Linked DNA regions of Mus musculus: regions 1, 2, 3, 4, 5 and 7 are each linked to region 6. The links are chromatin contacts, called in public promoter capture Hi-C maps. All regions are on one chromosome and are shown on one strand. Each heading gives the region's core, a stretch centred on a gene start, on an enhancer-like site or on the middle of the called end of the contact. The rest is flanking DNA. Distances are from core to core; before and after follow the strand shown.

What was found. Promoter capture Hi-C pulls out the DNA fragments that hold promoters and counts their contacts. Capture Hi-C pulls out chosen DNA fragments and counts their contacts.
Region 1: a promoter capture Hi-C map of pre-B cells shows a contact between it and region 6, with 7 times the contacts expected there. The contact joins the promoter of Qpctl here to the promoter of Ap2s1 in region 6. A contact is called at or near these places in 1 of 39 promoter capture datasets (pre-B cells), 1 of 484 Hi-C or Micro-C datasets (B cells), 1 of 115 datasets of contacts at active chromatin or transcription factors (kidney) and 1 of 9 other capture datasets (adipose tissue).
Region 2: a promoter capture Hi-C map of liver shows a contact between it and region 6, with 6 times the contacts expected there. The contact joins the promoter of Ercc1 here to the promoter of Ap2s1 in region 6. A contact is called at or near these places in 5 of 39 promoter capture datasets (the C10 cell line, cranial neural crest, hippocampal neurons and 2 more) and 1 of 115 datasets of contacts at active chromatin or transcription factors (large pre-B cells).
Region 3: a contact with region 6 is called in a promoter capture Hi-C map of pre-B cells, with 7 times the contacts expected there. The contact joins the promoter of Fosb here to the promoter of Ap2s1 in region 6. A contact is called at or near these places in 2 of 39 promoter capture datasets (liver and pre-B cells) and 1 of 115 datasets of contacts at active chromatin or transcription factors (stem cell-derived neural progenitor cells).
Region 4: a promoter capture Hi-C map of liver shows a contact between it and region 6, with 2.9 times the contacts expected there. The contact joins the promoter of Fbxo46 here to the promoter of Ap2s1 in region 6. A contact is called at or near these places in 3 of 39 promoter capture datasets (hippocampal neurons and liver), 1 of 484 Hi-C or Micro-C datasets (B cells), 2 of 115 datasets of contacts at active chromatin or transcription factors (kidney and stem cell-derived neural progenitor cells) and 1 of 9 other capture datasets (liver).
Region 5: a promoter capture Hi-C map of liver shows a contact between it and region 6, with 5 times the contacts expected there. The contact joins the promoter of Ppp1r13l here to the promoter of Ap2s1 in region 6. A contact is called at or near these places in 1 of 39 promoter capture datasets (liver) and 2 of 115 datasets of contacts at active chromatin or transcription factors (astrocytes and large pre-B cells).
Region 7: a promoter capture Hi-C map of liver shows a contact between it and region 6, with 4 times the contacts expected there. The contact joins the promoter of Rtn2 here to the promoter of Ap2s1 in region 6. A contact is called at or near these places in 2 of 39 promoter capture datasets (liver and pre-B cells).

What each region holds. Positions count from the first base shown.
Region 1 is chr7:19,146,975-19,150,445 of GRCm38.p6, forward strand. Qpctl (glutaminyl-peptide cyclotransferase-like) reads right to left here and starts at 2,222. Exons shown (of 7, transcript NM_026111.3): 1 at 2,002-2,222; 2 at 1,402-1,545; 3 at 1-177. The coding sequence starts at 2,211. Snrpd2 (small nuclear ribonucleoprotein D2) reads left to right here and starts at 2,864. Exons shown (of 3, transcript NM_026943.1): 1 at 2,864-2,920. The coding sequence starts at 2,919.
Region 2 is chr7:19,343,051-19,346,792 of GRCm38.p6, forward strand. It overlaps Ercc1 (excision repair cross-complementing rodent repair deficiency, complementation group 1), which reads left to right and starts at 2,021. Exons shown (of 10, transcript NM_007948.2): 1 at 2,021-2,146; 2 at 2,556-2,667. The coding sequence starts at 2,563.
Region 3 is chr7:19,308,108-19,311,729 of GRCm38.p6, forward strand. Fosb (FBJ osteosarcoma oncogene B) reads right to left here and starts at 1,938. Exons shown (of 4, transcript NM_008036.2): 1 at 1,199-1,938. The coding sequence starts at 1,324.
Region 4 is chr7:19,117,597-19,121,396 of GRCm38.p6, forward strand. It overlaps Fbxo46 (F-box protein 46), which reads left to right and starts at 2,263. Exons shown (of 2, transcript NM_175530.3): 1 at 2,263-2,340. It overlaps Bhmg1 (basic helix-loop-helix and HMG-box containing 1), which reads right to left and starts at 748. Exons shown (of 13, transcript NM_001370811.1): 1 at 582-748.
Region 5 is chr7:19,359,820-19,363,515 of GRCm38.p6, forward strand. Ppp1r13l (protein phosphatase 1, regulatory subunit 13 like) reads left to right here and starts at 1,397. Exons shown (of 13, transcript NM_001010836.3): 1 at 1,397-1,497.
Region 6 is chr7:16,737,140-16,740,444 of GRCm38.p6, forward strand. It overlaps Ap2s1 (adaptor-related protein complex 2, sigma 1 subunit), which reads left to right and starts at 1,305. Exons shown (of 5, transcript NM_198613.2): 1 at 1,305-1,399. The coding sequence starts at 1,397.
Region 7 is chr7:19,281,057-19,284,461 of GRCm38.p6, forward strand. Rtn2 (reticulon 2 (Z-band associated protein)) reads left to right here and starts at 1,568. Exons shown (of 10, transcript NM_013648.6): 1 at 1,568-1,809. The coding sequence starts at 1,776.

The DNA.
Region 1 (3,471 bases), core at 972-3,471, 2.4 Mb after region 6:
CGGAGGGAAGAACTTAGAGTCATAATGGCAGGCGAGGGTGAGGTGACGGGCAGCTCCTGGGTCAAGTGTGGCCACCACGTTCCCGAAGTCCAGTGGCCCCAAGGGGGTTGAGGCCGTGAATGGGTCCAGTTCAACATGCCAGCCTGCCGACAGGGACTGCAACGTAGCCTCCAGGAACTAGTGGCAAGAGAGAGGTAGGAGGGTGGACAGGGACTGGGGAGGAGGTGGGGAGAAGGGCCTTGTGACTGGAGCCACGCAGAGCAGTCGGGGTGACTAGAAAGTCCCACTCTGGTTTATGTTGTTCCCTCGACACTGACTTCTGCTGGGAGCCAGATGTAGAACCACCATACTTCTCGGTAGCAACAAAACTTGCCATGGCTTATTTTGAGACAGAATCTCACTGTGTAGTCCAGGCTAGCCTCCAGCTTGCTGTGTAGCCTAGGCTGGAACTCCAGATAATGCTTCTGCTTCCAGAATGATAGGATTATAGACCCAGACCACCACTACACCCAGGTGTGGGGAGTGAGTTTCTCTCCCCACCTTCTCTTTTTCTCCCCCTCTCCCTCTCTCTTCCCCCGCTTCTCTCTCCCTCTCTCCCCTCATGTTGATGCTTCCAAAATCACATGTAGGCCAGCTTTCAAGGAACTCACATCCACCCTTTCCCTCTTCCTGTCTCTCTCCATGGTGCTGAGGGTCGGTCCCGGGTTTCCTGAATGATGCTTTTACAGCCACAGCCACAGCCCCCACTGGTGAATACTCGGCAAACTTTCTACCATTGAGCCACACCCCCATCCTCACATTGCATGATTCTAAGCATGTGGGGACATGCTCTAAGTTCCTCTTAAAACGTTCTCACTATCTGCCAAGCCTGTTTTAGGATCCCTATGAAATCAACGATATCAGTGACTGTCCCCATTTTGAAGATGAGGAAGCTGAGTCCCAAAGAGGTTAAGAAGTTAGTCCAACTAAAGTGGATCCTAAACACAGTATCTGAATGGCACCACACCACTAATTCTGAAGCCAACCTTCTTGGATTTTAATTCTAATTAGCTGTGGGACTTGGACAAAATGTAAAAACTTCAGTTTCCTCATCTGTATAGTGGAGATTATATTAGTTCAGACCTCACCAGAGAGTACACTGCTTCTGCCTAATATAGGATAATATTTAGTGGGGGTCGTATAGTGCGGGATTTGTGTACCACCAAGAGAATCTAGTCAGGTTCACCTGCCGCTGCAGCCACCACCACCACCACTCCCCTACCCGCCTACTCCCCATCTCTGTCCCCCGACCCCCATCAGATCACTTCTGCCTCCTGGCTGTTTTGGGATCTTCGGAGCCTGAGTTCCATTTCCTGACAAACTGGGGAAAGGAAGTTGGGGGTTGACAATAAAACCCTTTACCTTTCTCACTTGGAGATTGCCAGAACTACCCGGGGGTCGCACAATCAATAAGGGACGCAGGAAAGTTCCCCAGAGACGCTGCGGATCCAGCTGCCCTACCACCAGCCGCAGCTTGGCTTCTGAAAGGCTTCCGATCAGCGGGACCTTGGTTGGGAAATGGGATGGGAAAAAGAAAAATGAAAACAACCCCATTCCCACCTTATCCTGGGCGCCGTTGCCTACTAGGAGTCCTGGCTCTTCCTGGTAATGCAAATCTCCAGCATCAAAGATTTCCTAGACTGGGAGAAATCTTCAAAGCAAATCTGGTCCAGCCTACCGCAGTCCTAACGAGGAAATTGCAATCGGGTGATGGAAATTTCTAAATAGATGGCTTGGGCATAGAACTCAGTTCTACCAGTGTTGCTATGAGGACTCGTCATCTTCAGTGGGGTCTATCACAAAACAAGCCTGAAGCCTTATTTTGTTGGGTAGGGGCACGCGCTCAAGTCATGGATAAATGGCACAGGCGGCAAAAGCCAAATGATAAGACCACGGTAACCTGAGACTCAATACGAAGGGAAAGAGGGAAATGACGCTGGCTGGGCACCAGCCAGGGCTCACCCGCAGATCCCGGCTCCGTGACATCTCCTCAACCCCAGGGTGCCAGCTGTTCCAGACGATATAGAAAGCCAAGCCCATAGCCAGCGCCAGCAGCAGCAGGGGCAGGAACTGCACTCGCGGCAGAAGACGGCGCTTGGAAAGTGAGGGTGGTTTCATGAGGCCACGATCCTCGAGCCGCTGCCGGGGCCGCCCGCGGCTCCCGGGACTCATGGTAGCTTTGCTCTGAAACCAATCCCGGTATGGTGGTTTGAGTTTTAGGCCAAGATCCGCCTCGCTGAGGTTACAAAACCCAATAAAGAAGCAGAGTAACTGCGTCCTTCCCTGAGACGATTGCGATTGGCTGTCCTAAGCGCCGCCCCACCCAAAAAGGAGGGCGGAAACCTTAAGGCCCGCCTCCACGGAAGAGGACCAGTCAATGGGCTGCGTCCGAATGTGCGAAACCTTCCAAGGCGCGGGGTCACGCCCCTCACGGAAGTCGATCAAGAAACTGTCGTTCAAGGAAAAAAGGGGCGGCATCCATCCCTAAAACAAGGAGCCGATTGGTTTACCTGAAGCCATGCCCTCAAGAAAAGTGTCCGAGGGTATTTGGAAATGGGGTTGTGTTTTCCATCTTCCAACTGGACGGTTTGACGGGAAAATAATTCTAGTCAGACCCCGTATTATTTTCCTCATGAGCAGACACCCTATTGTGATCCTCAGAAGCTTCAAATCCTCCTTATAGGCATTTTCTACAGGAGAGTGCAGCCTGAAGGGTCGCTATGGTAACAGGCCACGCCCACAGCCGCTGGTATTTGGTTGCGCAGGCGCCGACGGAAGTGAGCCGCAGGAGACGGAAGTCCCGCCCTTCTCGCCCTGTACGCCAAAGGCTGGAGCAACGCGCTTGGAGGCGGGAGTGATCTGCGAGCGAAACCTACACCATGTGAGGCCGGGCTGGGCTTTGGCGGGGCCGTGGAGATGGAGGTGGACAGTTTAGCTGAATAACGGTCGAAATGGGGTGTTTTTATAGCTGAGGGTAGAGTTCCTCGGGCAAAAGTAATGTTTTTCCTTCTGGGGTATTTGAGATCGGGCTTGGGGCCTCGCTCGGATCTTGAGTTCCGGAGAGGGGACAGCTTTATTCCATAACGGGCATGAGACTCTCCGAGGTCCTGAGTCTTGTGGAAAGGAACCATAAAGGGAAAGCTGAGTCTGATGGCACATGCCTGGAATCCCAGGCCTCGAGAGGCTGATGCAGGAGGTTCGCTAGTTGGCCTTGGCCAGCTTCATAGCGAGACCGCTTCCAAAAGTAATAGTAATTTTAAATGGAAGTGGTCTTATGAATAAAGAGCTTGGCGGGGAAGGAAGAACTGTTAGAAATAGTGAAAAGTATGGGACGTAACCAGGATAAATTAGAGAACCTAACTAGAGACTGTCAGAGTAGCAGGGTACTACAGTGGTTTGGTGCGTGTTTATTCATTGAGCATATACTATGTA
Region 2 (3,742 bases), core at 771-3,270, 2.6 Mb after region 6:
TGAGTGTTCTGTGTACTTGGTACCTTAGGAGGTCTGAAAAGGGCGTCAGATCCCCTGCAACTGGAGTCACAGATGGTTGTGAATGCTGTGAATCTAGTCCTCAGCAAGAGTAGTCAGTGTTCTTAACTTCTGAGCCATTTCTCCAGTCCCTGGTTCTTTTTTCATGGGGGAGGGGGTAGTGGGAGAGTCTTCCTATGTATCCCTGGCTGATATGGAAGTCACTGTATAGATCAGGCTGCCCTTGAACTCACATAGATCGCCTGCTTCTGCTTCTCCAGTGTTAGGGTTGACACCAATACATCCAGAGGTTTTGGTTTTTTTGTTTGTTTTGTTCAGGGTCTTGCTTTGTGGCACAGGCTGGGCTGGAAGTCACTAAGTAGGACATAAGCTAGTTTGGAACTTGCTCCAGTCCTCCTGCCTCAGCGTTCTCGGTGCTGGGTTTACATGCGTGCTGGTGGTTGCCACCACTCACTGCGGTCTTACTGCACCCTTTTAACCTCAGCAAATGATTCCAGGTAGAGAAACTAAGGCATTCAGTGGGAACTTGCCTCTGTCAGCGCTTCCTTCACAGAACACACGGTTCAGGCGCGCCCTCTAATGGCAAGGCTTATGCACGGCACTCTGATTCCTTGGCAGCTCAACCCCTTTCCTTCCTAGGATCAACGGTTACTTACTATTAAATTTGATAAATTAACTAGTTTTGAGTCAGGATCTTATTTTGTAGCTCTGGCTGACCTGGAAATCACTCTGTAGGTCATGCTGTCCTCGAACTCACCGAGATCCGCCTGTCTCTGCCTCGTGTGTTGGGATTAAATGTGTGAGCCATTTCGCCTGGCTACTATTAATAGTTCTGTTTTGTATCACACTTCCAAAGGCCTGGGGCCATGGCTCAATAGTAGTGTCTCTGCCTAGAATTCACAGCGTAGGCATGTGCTTGTACACACACACACACACACACACACACACACACACCTCACAACTAGGAAAACATTAAAAAAGATATAGAGGGATTACATATGATGACCTTTGGGCGTGCCCTCTCTCAATACACGAAGACCAAAAGAAAATGGAGAATACGTTGGTAAATGCATGCAAAATTTTAAATGGAGAATTTTTAAAAGTATGAACTCGAAGGAAAGATTTGCAGCCTAATGAAGTGACTAACAGCATCAGCCCTTAAGCATCACTCCAACAAATGGGCGGTAATCAAAAGATGCTCATCTCCTTTTCCTCCCCCTTTTTAATTTAAAAAACCGTTGAATTGCTCATTTCGAAAAAATGGGCAAAGGATATGAGCCAATCTTTGTTAAAAGGAATAGGCAAAGGAAATGAGCAAGAACAAAAAATATATAAGACCATTAAACTATTTCCTTAGCAATCACAGAACTACAAGTTGGAACGGGGTGAAACTGTCCTTCCAGGAAATGAGTCATACTAAGTCATTCATGGGGCCCAGGTCTCGGAACACAGGTGTCCCTTCCTTCAGGAAGCCCGTCCTCACACCCCAGCTGGGTCAGGTGCCCCCTAACACGGGCTCAATGTCCTCTGGGCTCTCCCTTCCCGACCCTGCCCGCTCTGGGTTGTCCCTGTCTGACTGTCCCACTGGACTTTAAGCCACAGCTGTCGGTATCAGTCCCTGCTTGGGATGCAAGTGGGGAATGGCTTAGAATGAGTGAGTCAATGTCTGTGGGCTGAGTCCACCCACGCTTACAGGGAGGGCGTCCTCTGAAATCTCACCTCCCTCCTCTCTCTCTCTCTCTCTCTCTCTCTGTCTCTCTCTCTCTTTGTCTCTGTCTCTCTCTCCTTTCCTCCTTTCCCTCCCCCACCTCCTTTGATCATCACTGAGCCGGATCTGGAGTCTGGGAAGCGCTCAAGAGGGCCTTGGAACACAACTACTTGAAGTCAAAGTCTCCCAGGTACCAAGATGCACAAGCTTCCATCCGCCCCAAACCACAGCGGTCCTCCAGGACCATAGAGAGCAGCGCGAATAGAGTTCCCCGCTCTAACTCCTCCGGGGAGCAGCGAGACGAGCGAAGGGCCAGAGCGGCCGGAAGTGAGTCTAGCAGGAGTTGTGCTGGCTGTGCTGGCGTTGTGTCGCCTCTGTTTCCCCCCGTGGTATTTCCTTCTAGGCATCGGGAAAGACCAGGTGAGTTTTGGCAGTGCTTAGACGCAGAGCTAGGACCGAGAGGGACAGGGTGGAGGTGGATGGAGGCCGGGGATTGATGATTGGCAGCGGAAGAAGCCAATCATTGCGGAGGCTGAGACTAGGCCGGGACTGGGCGAGGCGAAAGCATCCAGGTGTGCCCCTGGGGGCGGGGCCAATTGCCTCTGAGCGAGTGTCGTGCGGGAGTAATAGCAGGTAGGCGGGGCTATAAGACCCGTAGACCAATCCGGAGTGAGAAGGAGGAAAGGGGCGGGCCCACTGGTTGGTCCTCTGGAACCTAACGCTAGCGAACCGGGCAACCTTTTGTGGGATGGGGTGGGGATACCACTGTGAGCCAGAGTTTCCCTCTGGAATATGGAAATGCCTACGACGATGTCGCCACGCCTTTCAGGCCCCAGATGGACCCTGGGAAGGACGAGGAAAGTCGGCCACAGCCCTCAGGACCACCCACCAGGAGGAAGTTTGTTATCCCACTGGAGGAAGAAGAGGTGCCCTGTGCAGGGGTAAGAGCGAAGACTTGGGGGCTCTTGGGAGTTAAAAGGATCCCTGGGACTACGGTGTGAGTTTAGGCTTGGGTTGCTTTGGAAAAATAACCTGCCATGCTCTGCAATCCTCGGTTTGCCCGTTGGTAAAATGGCATGACAGGGTGGTTAAGGGAGAGGCTGGCAGCTGGGCAATGGCCAGTGATAGCTTTTGTTTGTTTAGTTTGGGTCTTCGATTGGGTCACATGTTTCCTGGGCTAGCCTTGAAATTGATGTGTAGCTAGGGTTGGCCTTAAATCCAGTTCCTCCCATCTCCACTTCCCAAGTGCTGAGGTTATAGCAATGGAACATCCTTTTGTTTTTTGTGTGGATGTTTTGCATGCCTGTATGTCTGTGCACTACATGCATGTAGACCTGCAGAGGCCAGAAGTCATTGGCTCCCCTAGACCTGGAATTGAATCCAGATCCTCTTGAAGAGCAGCCAGTGCTCTTAACTGAGAAGGCATCTCTCTGGCCTCTAAAACATGTCTTTGTGCTGTCTGTACACACATGGATGAGTGCTGTGAAGCTCCTGTGAAGGGCAAAAGATAACCCGTGGGACTTGATTTTATCCTTGTACTGTGTAGATCCTCAGGACTGAACTGAGTGAGGTCACGAAGCTGGCAAGTACCTTTACCCACTGAGCCATCTTGCCTGCCCCCCCTTCCTTCTTTCTTTTCTTTTCTTTCTTTTTTTCTTTCTTGAGCCTTGCTATGACCTAAAACTTGCAGCAATCCTCCTGTCTCCATCTCTCAAGTGATAGGAACTTCCAGGTGCATTTCACAACACTAAACTCAGCTATGGGTTTTGTATAAGCAGTATTCTGGGTTTTCAAGTTATGGATTTGGATCTGACCTTTTTCTGTTATTATTTTGCTTTGTTTTTACATTTCTTTATGTAGTGTGGGTTGGGGGTGTACTTGCCAGGGCATTTGTGTGGAGGTCAATTCTCTGCCTCCATCTGGTAACTTTCAGGCTTCAAGCTTAGGTGTCAGGCACCACTGTCCCCTGAGCCGTCTCCTTGGCTCTGGATTTGACATTTAAGAGTTGGAAACTGG
Region 3 (3,622 bases), core at 688-3,187, 2.6 Mb after region 6:
AGGATCTGCGTCCCCGAACCCAAGAAGCGTCCATCACGCCCCCCCCCCCCCTTCCCGCAAGTGGAATCCTAGAGGCTTAACTACTCTAGGGGGCGTGGCGAGGGAAGGGCTGAATCCCTGGCCAATCAGAGCCCTGGGAACTAAGGGAAGGCAGACCTTTTAGAGACCACCTGGCTGCCTCTCCGTAGGCTAGCTCATCTAGTGTTTGAACACCTCGGAAGGACTGAGTGTCTAGAGCTCAGGGAGCACGTATATGTGTGCCTGGAGAAGGGATGAGGCCTTCAGTTCCCCCTTAGAGGCGCTAACACTCAGCCAAAAGCCTCTAGCTTATGACAACAGGACCAGGTCCACACAAGGTCCTCGCAGACCCATGGGGTGACAACGAGTCCCCCGATCGCGACAAGAATCCCCTAGCTCTCCCTCTTGGAGACCCCCAGCACGGGAAGAACCACAAAAAGCAAGGAAGGGAGCTACGCTCTACAAATAGGAAGGGAACGCTGATTGGCTAAAGCTCGCGCCGCGACAGCCAATCACAAAGCCACGCTGCCCCCTCCCTTAGCAACGTGGCCTCGGCGTTCCAAAATAGAACGTGCCCGGGACGTCAGGGGCGGGGCGGGCGGAGGGGGCGCTGCGCGCTGTGCGTGCCCCGCGTCAGACGGAGGATTCCAGCGCGTCAGCCTTTACGCACGGGTCCCCCGTTACGTCTCCGCGCAGGAGGCGGAGGCAGCGTGACCGGGGTTCGAGGCCCTAACTCTTGCTGGGTGGAGGGTGACTGCGGACTTGCAGTCCGCGTTTTGAAGGAAGAGGGAAGAGGAGGAGGCTCCTGGAAGCTTCTCTGGAATTTTTTGTTTCTTTTTCTTCCCCTACTTGCCTAGCTTCGGCTTAGGGAGCCGGCTTTCGGCTAAAAGTTCTCAGCTTCTGCTAACCACCGGGTATATACTTTGCACCGGGCATCGCCAACGTTTGCCCAGCTGCATTCCTTTCCCGCGCTCCGCGCAAATAACCTTTTGCAAACATCACTCCATTCTTTGCAGTTTGCAAACAACAAAAAACCAAAGTGCAAACCGAACTATTGCAATCCCAGATCCTGGGTTTTGGCGCGTCTCTATTTGAGAGGATGCTCAATCTACACTTTAGCCTGAAAGAAACACCCCCCCCCCCAACCACTAAAGTAGAATCTTTACGATCTAAAACTTACCTGGGAGGCGGCGGCGGTGGGTGGACTGCCGAAGGAGTCCACCGAAGACAGGTACTGAGACTCGGCGGAGGGTGATGAGCTACACCGGGAGCCGGAGTCGTAGTCTCCGGGAAAAGCTTGAAACATTTCCCTGGGCACAGGGGGGCCCCTGTGACCACGCTGAGGTCGCCGGGAAGCCAAGGCTATGGCCGAGTGGAATGAGATGCGAGTCCGGAGTAGACCGGACACGTCTCCAAAGTGCGCTGCTCGGGGAAGCTTAGTCTCCGGTTCGGAGAACTGCCCAAGTTTCGATGCAAGTTCCCTCTGCAAGATCCCAGATCCCCTTCAGACCGCCGCTGTACCTCCTGAAAGTCCAGGCTCTGTCGGTTTCACGGGGGGCGACGCGGGGATCGCTCCCCGCCCAGAAACCCGCCGGGCAGTGCCGCGGTGCAGCGTGCGCTTCAGATGCAGTTCCAATCCTGTCGAAGCGTCCCAAGAAATGAGGGAGAGCAGAGGGGCGCGATCCAGAAGCCCACAGAAAGAAAGTCTATCCTCCGGACGAATCGGAAGAACGATCTAGAAAGAGTCTTGCAAAAAGGAAACCCACAAAACTTTCTCTCCAGTTTAAAAATATATATAAATATATATATATAAATTTTTCACGGCCTCCAAGAAGAAGAAAAAGAAAGAGTCACCAGTAGTCAAGTCCAGCAAGCCCCGGCTCCGCGTGTCCCCGGCGTAGCCGCTCCAGTCTTATGAATGAAACCGGGAGCTGCCGGGCTGAATTTATGCCTCCGGGACCCGCCCCCGCGCTTGCGTCACCCGCAACTCCATGCACAAACCTCCCAAACTCTCCCTTCCCGCCGACTGAGCTCCTTGTGGCGCCCTCCAGGGCCTCGTGCACCTGCCACCTGCCCATAGTGTGACCCTGGGGGTCTCGGGGGTCCCCAAGGCTGCGTTCTGAGGGGCTTCGCGGGAGGGGATCCCGCCCCGCCCTCCCCGGAGTTCCTGTGACGCAATTAGCCATATAAGGAGCTCGGCCAGCGCGGCCCAGTGTTTGTTTGGTATCCTAGCAATTACGTCAGAGGGAATCCCTCGCTCCTGCGCGCGCCCGCTGTTGCGCTGTGCGGAACCCGCCCGCGCCTGCGCAGTTCCACGCTGTCCCGGAGGCTGAGATTGACAGGCGCCTAAACTCCCTCAGAAGGCCCCTGCTGACCCGGGTTGGAGAAGGTGCAACTCCAGATCCCAGGTCTGCTTATACCCCTGGGACCCCACCCTCCCCAAACCGGTGCAGCGCCCCTGCTGGTGAAAAAGAGCAAGGTCCCCAGTGCAGATTCTGGCGAGAGGGGTATAATCAGTCTAGGTGGGGAAACTGAGGCTCAGGAGGAATTGGAGAGTCTGTGATATCTCCAGGTGTAGGGATGGGTAAGGATGCAGTCCCCTCCCCACTAGCTTTGTCACGGATTCTGTGTGACTCGGTGAGCTTGGAAAATGTGCTCCCTCCCTGATCTAAAACTTCAGTACTCATAGCTAAGCAAAGGATAGGTGGCTTTTCCGGGTCCCTGAATCTGGGGGACCTGCAGAATTGGAGCAGGTAGGAACCCACACCCGGTGAGTTCTTCAGGCTTGATGGTGTTGGAAGCCTCTCCTTCCCACTTAGCTCAGGAGACAGAAAAGAAAGTGTGTATACAATAATAATTGAACAATAATAATTGGTGGTGTCTGGTGGTGGTGGCAGCTGCGGCAGCAGCACACATCTTTAATCCCAGCAGAAGCAGGGAGATCTCTGTGAGTTCGAAACCAGCTTGTTCTACAGAGTGAGTTCCAGGACAGCCAGGGCTACACAGAGAAACCCTGTCTCGAAAAATAAATAAATAAAATACTAGTGCATTAATATAATCGGTGGCATGTGTTTAGCAATCAGCAGGTATCAGCCCCAGCAAGATGGTTCACAGGTAAAGGAGCTTGCTACACATACCTGACAACCTGAGTCCCATCCCTGGGACTCACGGTGGAAGAAGAAAAATGACTCCTAAAAATTGTTCTCTGATCTCCACATGCATGCAAAGACAGAAAACAACCAGTACTCATATGTAGTAATAATAATAATAATAATAATAATATCAATATTAATGATTTAAACAAAAGGGGATGTGAGGGCGGGAATGTAGCTTAAAGTGGAATGAATGTCTAGCATGTGTGAAGTCCTGGGTTCTATCCACATCCAGAAGGAAAGAATATATATACACGTATTGTGAACATCCCCTCCCCCTATTGTGAACATCCCCTCCTCTTTCTACCCTTTGCCCTCCTCCTTTCTCTGTCTGTTTTTGAGATGGGGTCTCATTATGTACCACCTTTGGCCTGGAATTCATTCTGTAGGCCAGGATGACCTCTACCTCTTGAGTGTTGGAGTTAAAGGCACCTTCCACCATGCCAGGCATA
Region 4 (3,800 bases), core at 1,013-3,512, 2.4 Mb after region 6:
TCTAAACTCTAAAACTGTCCCTTCAGATCCTCACATTGTGATTTCCTTCTTAGAAAACTTAGACCTCACGCATGCATCCCACTGAGACCTGGAACCCTAAATTGACACCTATACGCAATGAGTAGCACGACGACTCCAGGCTTTAAAATTAATTCTCAAAGACCCAAGCCGTGCCCACTCCAGAGCCTATTTTCCTGCTTTGATGGTCTCCACTGATACTGAAAAGCCCCAACCCTGTCAAATTAGACCTCTGACCCTCCGAACGTAACCCCTGGAACCCCAAACTAAGATTTCCAGATCTCCCGTCTTCAGCTTCCAAAAGCCGAGCCTCGAACAGGAGACCCCATGTCTCAAACGCCACTAATAACTTTCCAGAAACCCAGCCTGGATTCCCTCAAACACAAAGTCTACCCTCAAACCGGTCTCGAGCTCTGGGGTCCCTCTCCATCCGACCTAGAGCTCCCTAGGGGGTCACGGCCGCAGGGTGTGACTCTGACGACTCCTCACCATCTCCCCGCTACCTCAAGCCAGCTAGAGCCAGGGCGTCTGCCGCCCCACACCCGTTGGTCACCAGCACTCACCTCAAGATTTGCAATATGGCGTTAAGCCTCGACTTCTGCTTTGGCACTGGGCTCACGCTTCGACAGTCTGAAGGCTCCGGCAGCGGCTCGCGCGGCTCCCGCGGCTCGCGGGGTCCCAGGGATGCAGACCGCGTGCCTCCCGACGCGCAGACCGAGCGAAGAATGGCAGGGCGCGAGGCTGTGGCGCGAAGGCACCAGAGCGCCTGAGGCGAGGCCACGCCCCCTCCACGTTCCCGCCACGCGGTGCCAGGCACGAGCAGAGGAGCGTTGGAAAAGGGCAGTGCGGCGAGTGCGCACGCGCACCCGGGGCAGGGCACGGGCCACAGCTCCGACACGTGCTCCCGCTCCCGCGCTCGCAGCATCAGCCAATCAGCTCTTGCTCCATTACCCGCCCTTTCCTCAGGCCACGCCCTCTGTTTTGCCCCGCCCCCTGACCTATTTACCTCAGACCCCAGCAGGATTTGCCAGGTGTCCGCAAGCGCGAGGTGTCTGTACTCCCCCTGCTGGCCCTCCTGTGTCCCCATCCGACCCTTTCGCTTTAGGGCGCATCTGCTTAAAGACCACTGTGTGTCAAGTACCTTGTTCAGGCGGCTAACTTCGCCACCTTTCCCTGAAACGAGGCTTTGTAGACCCCATGGAAATGCCAGTTCCTGTAGCTGCAAACAAAGTAACCTTTAGTGTCTGAGTGTGGATCCAGTCTTGCTATATAGCCCAGGCTTGCCTACTACTTGTAACCGTTTTGTCTCAGGTCTGTCTGGAACGCAAGGAATGCACTACCTTGTAACTCAGGTTACAAACTACACAATTTATTTTTAAAAAGCATTTTAGTTTTAACTAGGTATACATGTTGGGGGGGTGGGGGGGAGGAATACTGCACGCAGGTGTCCCCAGATGCCAGAGGCATCAGATGCCCCTAGAGCTGGAGTTTTAGACAGGGGCTTCTAGGGGCATCTTCAGGGGCAAATGCAAATTCTCTGCAAGAGCGATGTCTTCCTAACCTCTGAGTAGTCTTTCCAGCTTCATCTTTATTTTTTGACACAGCGTCTCATACCCTTGACCAGGCTAGTCTCAAACTCACAGAGGTACACTAACCTCGGCGTCCAAAATGGTGCGATTAAAAGTGTGTGCCACCACGGCAGATTCAAACCGTACATTTTGGAAATGCTGCCAAGATTCCTGCCCTTCTGGAGGCTCTGTTCTACCTGTGATGTGAACATAGTGCCTGGGCTTTTCCTCACTTCGATATCTTGTTTTCTTTATTTGCCAATTAGGAGGTGGTGGTAGGCAAGTGTGGGGAGTGAGATGAAGGTGAGAAATGGGAGAGAAAGTTTGGGAAAACTCATATATTATTAATTATTTGTCAACTAACATGATAAATCAATAAAGTTGTTCTTCCTAAACTCTTCATCCCTCGCTAACGTCCCTTTGAAGTAGCCTCGATTCTCTTTTCAAGGGCCTCGGGCCAAAATGGAGGCGGCTGGACTCTATTTCCCAGATACCCTCGCGGGAGAATTTTCTGCGCCTGCGTATTTTAGTGTGCCCTTAGCCTCCTGGTAATTAGAGTTTCTGTCTCTCAGCCCGCCTAGTTTGTTTCCTACTCCACCTCCAAGTTACCGTATTGCATCTTGGGAGCTGTAGTCCATGGCCGCCCGTACTCTAATTCCCAGTGGGCTTCGGGGCCAGAACCCGGAAGGGGAGGCTGGAGAGGAGCGAGTGGGGGAAACCCGCGTAGTCGGGAGAGCTGCAGCGCGGGGAGATGGTGAGAGCCCCAAGCTGGGTCCTGCGGGTGCTTGAGAGTATGAGCGGGGTGTTCAGGACTTGGGTTCGAGAGGAAGCAAACTGAGGCTAAAGAAAGGGCTGGGTGTGGGGAGATCACTGTGGGTGGGGATTGAGAGGAACGGGAGCCCGAGGAAGTAGAAGAATGGGGGCTAGGGAGGGGTCTTGGAGGTGGAGAGAGTCGAGCTTTGGAATCAGCTATCAAGGGGATTGGGAGCTGGAGGAGTGAGGCGCGGAGTTGGAGTCCTGGCTGAATAGATCAGAGACCCTGAGTGGGTAATTTCGAGGGAGGTTAGTTAGCCTGGTTATATGGAAAGGCATAGGAGTCCGGGATAAATGAGTGAAGGGAGAGGCTAACCACGGATGCATTGGGTTGGGTTGCGGGATTGCGAGGTGGGGCGGCAAGGCCAGTTGAAGAGATGGGAGGTAGAAGTCATCGATGGTCCAGGTTAGCTTCTAGGACCAGGAGGCGTTGTAGGGTGCGTGAGTTAGGAGCGTGGCTGTCAATATCGTGTCTTAATCTAACCAAAAACTACCAATAAACTGGACAGCCACAGAACTCTGGGTTGATATGACCAGATGGGGTCCATAGAGACAACCTTTAGCACCCTTCTAGCCCCGGTCGTATCTAGATATAGTGGTTTGTGTGGGCAGTCCAGCTTTCAGGTTCCTTATTCTCTTTTGTGACCTGCACAGGTCTCTCTGTAACCCTCTTGTGACCTTATATGTATGGTGAGAACAAGCAGGCCATTCTGAAGATAGCTAAAGGGAGGTTCCATAAAAATTGATATTTTTGTTAGGAAAGTTAAGTCCCAGCGTCAAAGCTGTTGGTGGAAAGCTCCCGTCCCAGGAATGTTGACTGGATTCAAGTTGTTAAAAGATTTCCTATTCTTCAGTCCAGCCCCCCAGACATTTTCTCAAAACCTGACAATAGCCTATGTACACCACAGTTTATGCAGGGGACACCCCCGTCCCCAGCCCTACCCCTTTATTGCTAGCATCTTTTTCTAAGAAATGCCCAGGTTCGGTTTCAGCTGTGTGTGTATTAACTCACTGGATTCAGGCGGTGCCTTAAGTGTAGATCTTCATTTCACAGGAAGCAAGTAGAGGCACGGAGAGTTTAAGCAATCTTCTCCATGTCAGCCAACATTAAATGGTAAATGTACAATTGCAATTTGGGTCAGAATCTGCTTTGGTGGAGACACCCGGCCAGAACAACTGTCAGATAGGATTTAAGTCTTTTCTGTGACCTGAGCTTGGAAATCTGTCCAGCTATTAAATGAGATCCATAACCTTGGTAGGCTAGAGAGTTTAGGGAGATAATGTTTGGAAAGTGCTTAGACTAAGTGCATATAGTACACATGTGTTGTCTTGGGACTTGCTGTGTAGCTCAGGCTGGCCTCTTAACTCTTGAACTTCCCGCCTCAGGAGCCAGAGTGCTGA
Region 5 (3,696 bases), core at 147-2,646, 2.6 Mb after region 6:
ATTGTACTTTTAAAGCTAGAGTGTATCTTCGGAAGTCCCTGGTGCAGCGAACGTGGAAGATTTAACTGAACCAGGTCGGAAAATAGAGAAAAGTGTACGAACGGAGCATTTTAATAGCAATCAGAGGCGGAGCTTCTGAAGTCTAGGGGAAGCGGGAAACTGAGGGGGAGGAGTCTGCAGAGTCATGGGAGGAGCCTCGGACCCCAGAGCCCCAGAGCCTGGCTTGAAACGGGGTGAGGGTTAGTGTCAGGGAAGACTTGTAGATGTCCTCGTGGACTTAGTGTCCGGAATGGGAAGTATTCCTCACGGTTCCGAGGCAGGTAGAGGTGCAGCTGGTCGGTCCCTGTCTGCTCCGCGGCCCAAGTAAACAGCGGCGCGTGCACGTGGGATTTGGGGGACGTGCCCACGCCCCCTCCCAGCAGGACTGCAGCGCATGGGGTGGCGGGTGGAGCCGCGGGACGGTGGCGAGACAGGGAGACTCGACTGCATTCCTGGCCGGTGTGTCAGCGTCGCTGCCCGCCCCTTCTGCGGAGATTTTGGAGACTCCTCCAGCATTGGGATGCTCCCCCCTTCTTCTGAGGCTTTTGAGAACAGAGGTCACCAAGGCTACGAAGGAGTGTTCCCTCCGCCAGGAATCTCCAGACTATGTGTCCACCCTCGCGCGTGGGCGAGAAACTCTGGGGCTCGCCCTTTGTGGGCTTCAAAACTCCAATTCCCAGATAACTCGAAGGTGGCTGGCGATGGACGTCGGTCAGGAGTCTGCTGGGGATTGTAGTTCAGCTTGTTGCTAGGCACGCCAGTAAATCGCCAATGCTGTGATGTTTTGTTTTGTTTTTTTGAGACAGGGTCTCTTTATGTAGTCCAGGCTGGCTCGGAATTCGCTGTGTAGATCAGGATGGCCTTGAACTTTCAGAGGTGCGCCTGTCTCTGCTTCTTAAGTACTAGGATTAGAGGCCCCTTATTTTTATTTTTTGTTTTATTTAGACAGATAACCCGGGGCTTGGAGTCCTGATTAAGGTGGGTCCTTTTCTCGCCATAGTATTGGTCGTGTGAATTTCTCCGCGCCTCCCATCTCCTCCTTAAGTGTCCAAATCTTCACTCAGGCAAGGGGACACTGAGCCTGGAGGAGTGGGAAAGGGCTCAGGGGTTCTTCCCTTGTACCCATAGTGAGGTGAGGGTCTAAATTCTTGTGCATTTCGCCGTCCAGGACGTCCATGATCTTCTGGACCTAGCTCTGGCTGACTGTCAAATGGATCGCGTCTGACTCCAAATGGAAGTGTCCCTGGCGGCGCCTCGCCCATTCGGGACTACAAATCCCAAGGTGCTCCAGGCAACCGCAGTTCCCCCTCCTCCGAGGGACACGCCTCCCTCCAGTCAGAGTCACGTCGTCTAACCTGTTCCCAGGCGACTGCCCCGCCCCGTCCTCCGCTCCCCGCCGCTGGAGCCGGAGCCGGAGCCCGAGGAAAAGCCCCCCGGTGCCAGGATCTGCCCCGACGCGTGAGTTCCACCCCCACCCAGGGTCCAGCCACCCCAGAACCGGATACCGCGTTCCTGGGAAGACTTATTGGAAACTCGGACCTTAAGTCCAGGGGAATAGTGTGGGGAGCTCACGCCTGGATCCCTGGAAAGAAGGAACTGGGGTGCCGACTTTACTGGGCAGATGGATAGGGGGTTTGGACATCTGCTCTTAGTGGTGCTCGGAGCCCTTGGTCCTGGGGAGTTATTGGAGCTGGAATTTTTTGAATACTTTAATTGGGGACCCTTGGAAGTGTCTTAGGGTGCTGTTGAGGTCCCGGGTCTCTGTATTTGGGGCAGATGTGGGAGATCAGGACGTTCTAGAATGGTCCGGCGCCCGGTCACCCTCCAGCTGCCTTCAGCACCGAACCACTAGGTGTTTGAGTAAAATTAGTGGCACTGGACTAGTGGATCCTGGTCTTCGAAAAGAGTGGGACAAGCACGAGGGGCGTGGGTTTCTCAGGAGGCTGTGTGCGCTACACCCCACCTTCTGGTTTTGGGATGGGGGCAGGGAGTGAGAAGCCGGGGCAGCTCTCCAACCTCTTCTGTGCCGCTGAGCGAACCCCAACATGTCATTAGCTGGGGCGTCAGACCTGCCTAACCAGAGGAGTCACATTCGCCCAGGAGCGCCCCCTAGCGGAAGCGGGAGTCAGACCTCTTATTGCCCCCACGGGATGGGAAATAGGTGGTGTTTGGTAAAGTCATTCTAGAGCCCAGGGCAGAATAACAGGACTGCAGGGCTGGATCTGGTAGGCTTCTGTGGCCGTGTACTGCTGCGTTATGCGTTACAGAGAATGGAAGTGGTAAACAGGCTGGCGGGCCATACAGGCAGTTGAATTGGACGTCTCCTTCGCTCTTGTGACAGCTGTCTGTGTGTGGAAGGAATTCCTTCACTGCCACCAGCTTTTCTAATTAACCTTCTTCCTCCTGGGGTGGGGCTCCTTGTGACCCAGAGGTGAGGCATGTTGCCTCCACTTCCATCTGTCTGACCTGAGGTATTATGGGAGATAAGGGAGGGAGGGAGGCTAATTCTGGAGGTGTCTGTCTGTCCTTGAGCCAGGGAGAGGGCAGGGGCAGGCACGCACCTCCCACTGTCTCTCCACCTCTGAGCCCTTATGTAGGGGGATTACGAAGCTGGTGGGGGAGAAGGGTCTGAAGAGGGAGGGTGTTTGCGAATGCCTGGGCTGGAGTGACAGCCTGAAATGAAGCTAAGGAACAATAGCCACAGCTGCCAGCACAGGCTGTGTGTGTCCTGCCAGGCTCAGGTCAGGATGGGTCTCTCTGTCCACACAGGCATTTGGCAATCACCCAAAGGTAGAAACAGCGAGTTCCACCTTCAGTGGAGTTCGTTGACCCCCGAGAGGATGCCTCCCTAGCAATGGGGAAACTGAGGCTGGTCCTGGGAACTTTCCAGTTTCTGTCTGGAACCTTCCAGGGCCTCTCATCCTGCCGTAGCCCTACATTCCTGGGGATAGTCACTGTTGCTCTCTGGTGGGAGAATTAGGGTCCTGTGGTCTAGAGGCTCAGGCGGTTGAGACCACTGGCAACAGAACGCACAGCTCTTAGAAGCGCAGAAGGAAGGGGTTGATGTGTGGCTCAGCCAGTAGAGTGCTCACCTAGCGTGCAGGAAGCCCAGGTTCAATCTCCAACACTGCATAAAAAAGACTGTTAGGGTACATAGCACTGGGAAGGTGGAGGCAGGTGGAATGAGAGTTTAAGTATAGCAGAGAGAGAGAGAAAGAGAGTGAGAGAGAGAGAGAGAGACAAGATAAGCTCAGTGGTGGCAGTAGCCCATGCCTTTAATCCCAGCACTCAGGAGGGAGTTCCAGACAAGCCAGGGAGATATAAACCAACCGACCAAGAACTCTCACAAAAAAATTATACACTGGGTTTTCATCCCTCCCTCTGAACCTGCCCGCGTGTGATCGATCGATCGATCGATCGATCAATACCCCAGGCCTCAGGGACTGAACTCAGGCCTTTTGCTAGCTACACAAGCACTGAACTGCTGGGAGCTAAAATTCAGCTCTTGTTCTTCTAAGGCAGTGTCACTTATGTAGCCCAGGGTGGCTTCGAACTAGAGACCCTACTGCCTCAGTGTCCCATGTGCTGGGATTGCAGACACTCATGTGTGTCGCCCTGAAGAACCTTGGAGGAGGGTTGGTAGAGTTAACAGTCCAG
Region 6 (3,305 bases), core at 55-2,554:
AGTGAGTTCCAAGACAGCCAGGACTACATAAGAAACCATGTCTCAAAAGTAAAATAAAATAAAATAACCTACTTTTCCTAAGACTGGTGTGGTGGCATATGCCTATACTGTAGCCCCTTTGGTGGCAGAAGCTGCAGGATCAGGACTCCAACTGATCCTCCCCTACAAGGCTAGTCCTAGGCCAGTCCGGGATACATAAAACCCTGAGCTTAGGGGCTGGTGAGATGGCTCAGCGGTTAAGAGCACCAACTGCTCTTCCAAAGGTCCTGAGTTCAAATCCCAGCAACCACATGGTGACTCACAACCATTGGTAACGAAATCTGATGCTCTCTTCTGGAGTATCTGAGTACAGCTACAGTGTACTTACATATAATAAATATTTTTTTAAAACCCGAGTTTAAAGGAAAAAAAAAATCACTGGAGGGAAGAGTGAAACATGCCTTCTGAACGTGACAGAGATGATGCCAAACCTTACAGCAGCTGGGAGTTACTGCTCAAGGCCTGTAGGAGACCAGGCCCATCAGCATTTCACCACAGGTGGGCACGGATTGAGATGCTGGAGAGAAGACTCAGTGTTTAAGAGCTTTTGCTACTCTAGCAGATTCGGCTCCCAAACTCCAGTTCCTAGGTTCTTATGCTGTCTTCCACCTCTGTGGACACTGCAGGCATACTATAGACTTACCTACATGCAGGTGAGAACTCAAATACATAAAATAAGCAAAAAATTAAAAACCAGTCGCCGAGGGTGCGAGGGTCATATTCCCAGTAGTGTATTCTGTTAAAAGATGCCCATGCCCAAGTAAGTAACGCTCACATCCGCAACCCCAGATCAATGCCGTGGGTCACACGCTCCGCAAGAAAAACATACATGAAAAAAGGAACACTTTGGGGAAGAAAGGGTTTTGGTGGAGGAGAAAGAAGTAAGCTAATAATAATGGGGAAATATTATCAAAGCACATTATATGTTATAATTTAAAGCAAAGTTGAAAAGAAAAAACTACTATTCCCAGCATGTCCTTGCTGGTAGCTTTGGGATCGAGGAGCACTAGAACCACATTTCCCGAAATGCAACGCTCACTCAGTCTACTTTTAACCTATGGAAATTGTCCTTATTCAGAGTCCTTCATCCACAATGCATTTGGTACTCGCATTTGGCGACTAGGTCTCTTGATAGGAAAAAGGGCAGTCGCAGAGCATGCTGGGAAGGCGTTAGACCGGGGCCACCCTTGCCAACGCGTGCGTTTAAACTACAACTCCCAGAGGGCCGTGCCCGAGAAGGAAGGCGGGTTCTCCTGCCGGAAGTCAGTTCTAGCCCTGGGCCCCACAACTGCAAGCAGAGCCGGAGCCGCCCTGTTACAGCGGGACCCGGGCCTCTGGGGTCCAGACAGGGGTCGCCATGGTAACGGGGGGAGCGTCGTACCGGGGACAGGCAGAGGGGGGTGGTTCACGTACGGTCCCCGGGGTTTCGGTTTGGAGGTGACAAGCTTCCTCCTGCTGCGGATGATCCGGGCCGGGCGCGGGTTCTCGGGATTGGGGTCAGGAATGGGGATCAGGGGCTGGATGCTGCGCTGCGGGGTGTGCTTGTGGTTCCAAGCAAAGGATTTGGAGGGGAAGGAGTGTCCAGGGGAGGGACTGCCTTGGTGGGAGACATTTGGGGGTGATTTTGAAACCACAGAGGCGGGAGAAGATATTGGAGATGAGGAAGGGATGATGGAAAAGAACCAGAGACTCTACAGACAGGGTAGAGAGGGTTCCTTATGAGAAGGAAGGAGCTGGTTTTAAGGAGAGCTAGTGTTGGGGCAAATTGGATATGGCCAGGGTAGATGCTCTCCAGGGGAAGAAGAGGACCCTGGAGGCCGGAAGTTAGCCCCTGTAGGATTAGAGTTAGGCTGCTGCAAGAGGAGAGAGGGCTGTAGCAGTAGAAAGTGGATTCTAGAAGAAAATGGGGAGCAACTGAACAGAATGTTCCACAGAGGAGAGGTCCGGGGTGCAGAGTAGACTTGGAGGCGTCACATTTGAGGAGGGGGAGCTTTGGGAGAAGGGCTGAGCACTGGATTTAGGGGAACCTCCACCTCCAAGACGGGCCTTTTGGAACTAAGAGTTCTTTGGATAGGGACTTGGAGAAGAAGACTTGGGAGGGGGATGTCAGAACAGGAGGTGAGTAGAGGTCTTGGAGGTTCGATGCGACCTTTGTAAAAAGGGAGGCCAGCCTTGGACAGGGAGAAGGGGTGCTTGTAATGAAGGACAGGTGAAGCTTCCCGGAGTCGGGGCCAAAGGTGCTGGGGTCAGGGGGATGGAGGTTACAACGAACAATGTGGGGAGGTGGTCGGGAGGCTCCCTGAGGGTACAGCAGAGGGATGGATGTAGGGACTAGGGGCTGCTCAGATGTGTTCCCAGGAGTGAAACGATTCTCATTGAGGGAAACAGAAAGAAGTATTGGTTGAAGTGGGGTAGGACACAGAGGGCTTAACTCAGCCTTGCTTCCAGCTGTTCTTCCCTTCTGCTCCTGTGCCCACCCCCTTCCCTTCCTGGGTTTCCCTGGCTCAGCAGAAGTAGTTCTTGGAAGGGGCATGTAACATCCTGTTTGTGGTTTTCTGCTTAGGTTGAATAAGGCAGATAGGTTGAGGGAAGAATGAGGCTCGGGAAAGACCATGGAAGCCAGTAAAGAATCCAGGGCTCAGGGTAAAGACTTGGAGGAACTAGCTCTGCTTTCTGGTTGTGATAACTATGGGTCTTAGCTTTGTCATCTGTAAAATGGGCAAGAGCATATATGACTGGACAGACAGGGCTTCAAACTAGGCTTCCCAGCAGGGAACCCTTGAGCCCTGATTTTCCCCTTTCCGTTTCCCCCCTCAGTACCTAGGATTGAACCCCGGTAGAGGATTGAACCTGGGGTCTTGGGCATGCTGCTTGGGTATTTTACCTTCAGCTAAATTTTCAGCCTTGTGGTTTCTTTCTCTCTCCTTCCCTCCTTTCTCTTCCTCCCGTTCTGTGCGCTCTCGAGTTGGCTCTCTCTCTTCTTTCTTCTCTCTCTCTCCCTTTTTGTTTGTTTGTTTGTTTGTATTGAGGATGAAACCCAGGGCCTTGTACATGGTTGTAAGTCTAGTACATCTCCTGCCACTGAACTACATCTCTGTCTTTCCTGTTTTTTTATTCTCATTTTACGTTACGTATGTAGAGGTCAGAAGTGACTTGCCCAGTCATTCCTCTCCTTCCACCATGTGGATCTCAGGGATCAAACTCAGGTCTTTGGGCTTGTCAACCTGTACCCACTGAACCAGCTCACCAGCAGTTTTGTTTTGTTT
Region 7 (3,405 bases), core at 318-2,817, 2.5 Mb after region 6:
TTACAGGCCTGTAATCCCAGCACTTGGGGTGGGAGAAAGAGGATCAGGAGTTGAAAGCCATTTTAGGCTGCATAAAGCCCTGTCTTAAATACAAAACAAAGCAACAACAACAAAAACCAACTTAACTATAATAACAATAGCTTAAAAATCAAAGCTGTCCTATCTCCTGCTCACGGTCATTTTACCAACCTCACACGCTGCCTTTCCAGACCACATCTGTAGCTCAGATCCCATCTATTACATCATTCTATGCTGTTGCCTCAACCCCACCCATGTCTAAGCTCCTCTCTGAGCCTTAAAAGTTTTGAGTGCTTTGGGTTGGGCAAGGAGGCTCAATGGAGTAAAAGCCCTTTGCCTGGTGACCTGAATTCCATCCCCCAAACCCACATGGTAGAAAGAGGGAATTCTGGGACCTGGTGCTGGCCACAACTGCCCATAAGAGGTGTTGATGATATGGCAGAGGCAGGATAGAATAGGAGTTTTGTCTCACTTGTTTATCGGTATCCCGCTGGGGCCTACGTACCTGTCTTACCACACATGCTCTATAGACGACTATTGAAAGGATGAATGAACGGAAACTTCCCAAAGCTCCTACTCTGAAGAGTAAGCTTGCTGGGTATGAACGTGTGACTGGAGCAGAGTGACCTGCTTATATGCTCCACAGGATACACACACACACACACACACACACACACACACACACACACACACACAAATAATTGTAAAACTAAATGTTAGGGCTGGAGAGATGGCCCTGAGTTCAATTCCCAGAAATCACATGGTGGCTCACAACCATATACAATGAGAGGATCTGGCGCCCTCTTCTGGCATACAGGCATATATACAGGCAGAACACTGTACATAATAAACAAACAAACAAATCTTTAAAGAAAATAAGTTGGGGAGGGGTGGATAGACAGCTCAGTGGTTAAGAGCACTGTCTGCTCTTCCAGAGGTCTAGAGTTCAATTCCCAGCAACCACATGGTGGCTCACAACCATCTGTACTGGGATCTGATGCCCTCTTCTGGTGTGTCTGAAGACAGCTACAGTGTACTCACATACATAAAATAAATAAACAAACCTTTTTTTAAAAAAGAAAAAAACGAGTTTTGTTTATTTGTTTTGAGACAGGGTTTCTGGCTGTCCTGGAACTCGCTCTGTAAACCAGGCTGGCCTTGAACTCACAGAGATCTGTCTGCCTCTGCCTCCCAAGCGCCGGTAAAGGTGTACACCACCATAGCCTGGCAGAAAATAAGTTTTAAGTTTTAGTTCTTTTCCCCACCCCCTTTTTCCACGCCATCTCCAAGTCTAGCCTCAGACTCTACCCCAGAACATCATATCCCACCCTCTCTCAGTGCCATCTCTAAAACTGCCCCAACACCCTTACATCGGAGTATGCATATTCTGGGCACTCTCTCCCGCGCTGCACACCGCTCAAGCCCCGCCCCATTCCTAAAGGCCCCGCTCTCCGAAACCCAGACGCCTCCCATTAAAACGGAGGTCCCTCCCTCCAGGTCCTCAAGCCCCGCCTTCAATTCTAGGCCCCGCCCCAGGCCCCCGCGCTGCAGTGCTTGCTCCTCTGCGGCCCCGCCCTCCCCCGCGGAGTGGAGCAGAGGGCGGCGGCGGTGGCGGCGGTGGCGGCGGCGGCTGCTAAAGCAGCCCGGGAGGATGGCGGCGGCGTCGTCGACGCGGCGGAGATGAGCGCCCGTGGCCCCAGGCCCAGGGCGGCGCGGCCGGAGTGGGCGGGGGTCCCGATGCAGGCCCGAGGGGGGCCATGGGGCAGGTCCTGCCGGTCTTCGCCCACTGCAGTGAGTATGGAGAGGCTCCGGCCTGGTGTGGGGCACAGAAAACCGCGTGGGGTCCTCCTAGGGTCTCCATCTTCCGCGAGCGGGCTCGAGGGAGAGCCGGGAAGCCGGGAAGGAGACAAAGGAATCCTTCCCCTCCCCCCCGCGCTTTGGAGGCAACTGGGGCATCCTGACCCGGAGGACCCGGTGCAATGGGGTGGAGGGGGGGTCATCGAGATCGCGTGTTGGGGGTGCGCGCTGGGCGCTGGATTGGGTCGCCCCGCCCAGTGTGAGAAGGAGCAAGCTCGTGGGGAGCTGTCCCCGGCCCTGGTGCTGGCCTCAGCTGACGGGTTGAGTCAGGATGAAATAGAAGGATCCGACTCCCCTCGGCACACATTTTGCATCTCACCCTCATGATCTGCCCAGAAGGCACTCCCAATATCACCCTGGGTGTCCGACCCCTGTCCTAAGAAAACAGTCATCCCTGGCTTCGTTCCAAGTCTGAGTCTTTAGCGGGCTTTTCCACTCAGTAGTAACCCTGCAGAAGATCACACTCCTCTTCAGGCCTCTGGTTGCCCAGGTGAGGAAATGAGACGGAGGTGCGGGGTAGGGTTTCCATTTTCGAAGGCTGTCGAGGCTCTCTTGTGTGAAGAGCCCCTAAGCTAGCTCCAGGGGCTGGCTTCCTGGTTCCAAGCCCCTTGTGTCATCCTGCTCCACTCTGAGACATCGGCTCTGGCAGTCGGTGTTTACCCGTGCGTCCCACACAGGGTAGTTCTGACAGCTGGGGATGCCGACGCTAGCAGATCTAGCCACTTGCACGTCTTGGGTATCCAGATGCCCAAGTTCTGAGAATGTGCCACTCGGACATTTTTAGTTTCATTCCCCTCCTCCTAGCGCCCAAAGATCTCGTCTTCAGCTGAAATCACCAGGGGGAGACCCTGCAGGCCTGTCCCCAGCCAGCCCCACCTCTCTTGTCCTTATCTATAATCTGCCCCCTTCCTCCATTCACACCTTCACACCCCTCTGTTCCTGTCCCAATCACAGTGCCTACCTCAAAAACTTTGTACTGACCTTCCCCTCTGTCTGGAAGGCAGAACCCGAGGCATCTGAGGTCTGATGCCATCAGAAAAGCTTTGGGGACTATTCTGTGTCAAGAGGAACTCCATCCCCCTTACCTTGTTTGACTTGATGTTTTTTTGTTTTTGGTTTTTTGTTTTTGTTTTTGTTTTTGGTTTTTTCGAGACAGGGTTTCTCTGTATATCCCTGGCTGTCTTGGAGCTCACTTTGTAGACCAGGCTGGCCTCGAACTCAGAAATCCGCCTGCCTCTGCCTCCCGAGTGCTGGGATTAAAGGCGCGCGCCACCACGCCCAGCTTGACTTGATGTTTTATGGACTCTTCCACAAAGTATAACTTTATGAGGTCAGGAGTTTTGTCTAATTTGCTCATAATGTAACCCCTCTGGGACCTAGAACAGTGCCTGCCACATAACCTGTGCTCAGTGAATGAATGGTTGGATGGATGGCTGGCTGGCTGGCTGGCTGGCTGGACTGAAACTTCCCAAGGCACCTACTTGAAAGACGTTGAGATAAAGCTTCCTGTAGTCCAGGTTGGCTGGGATT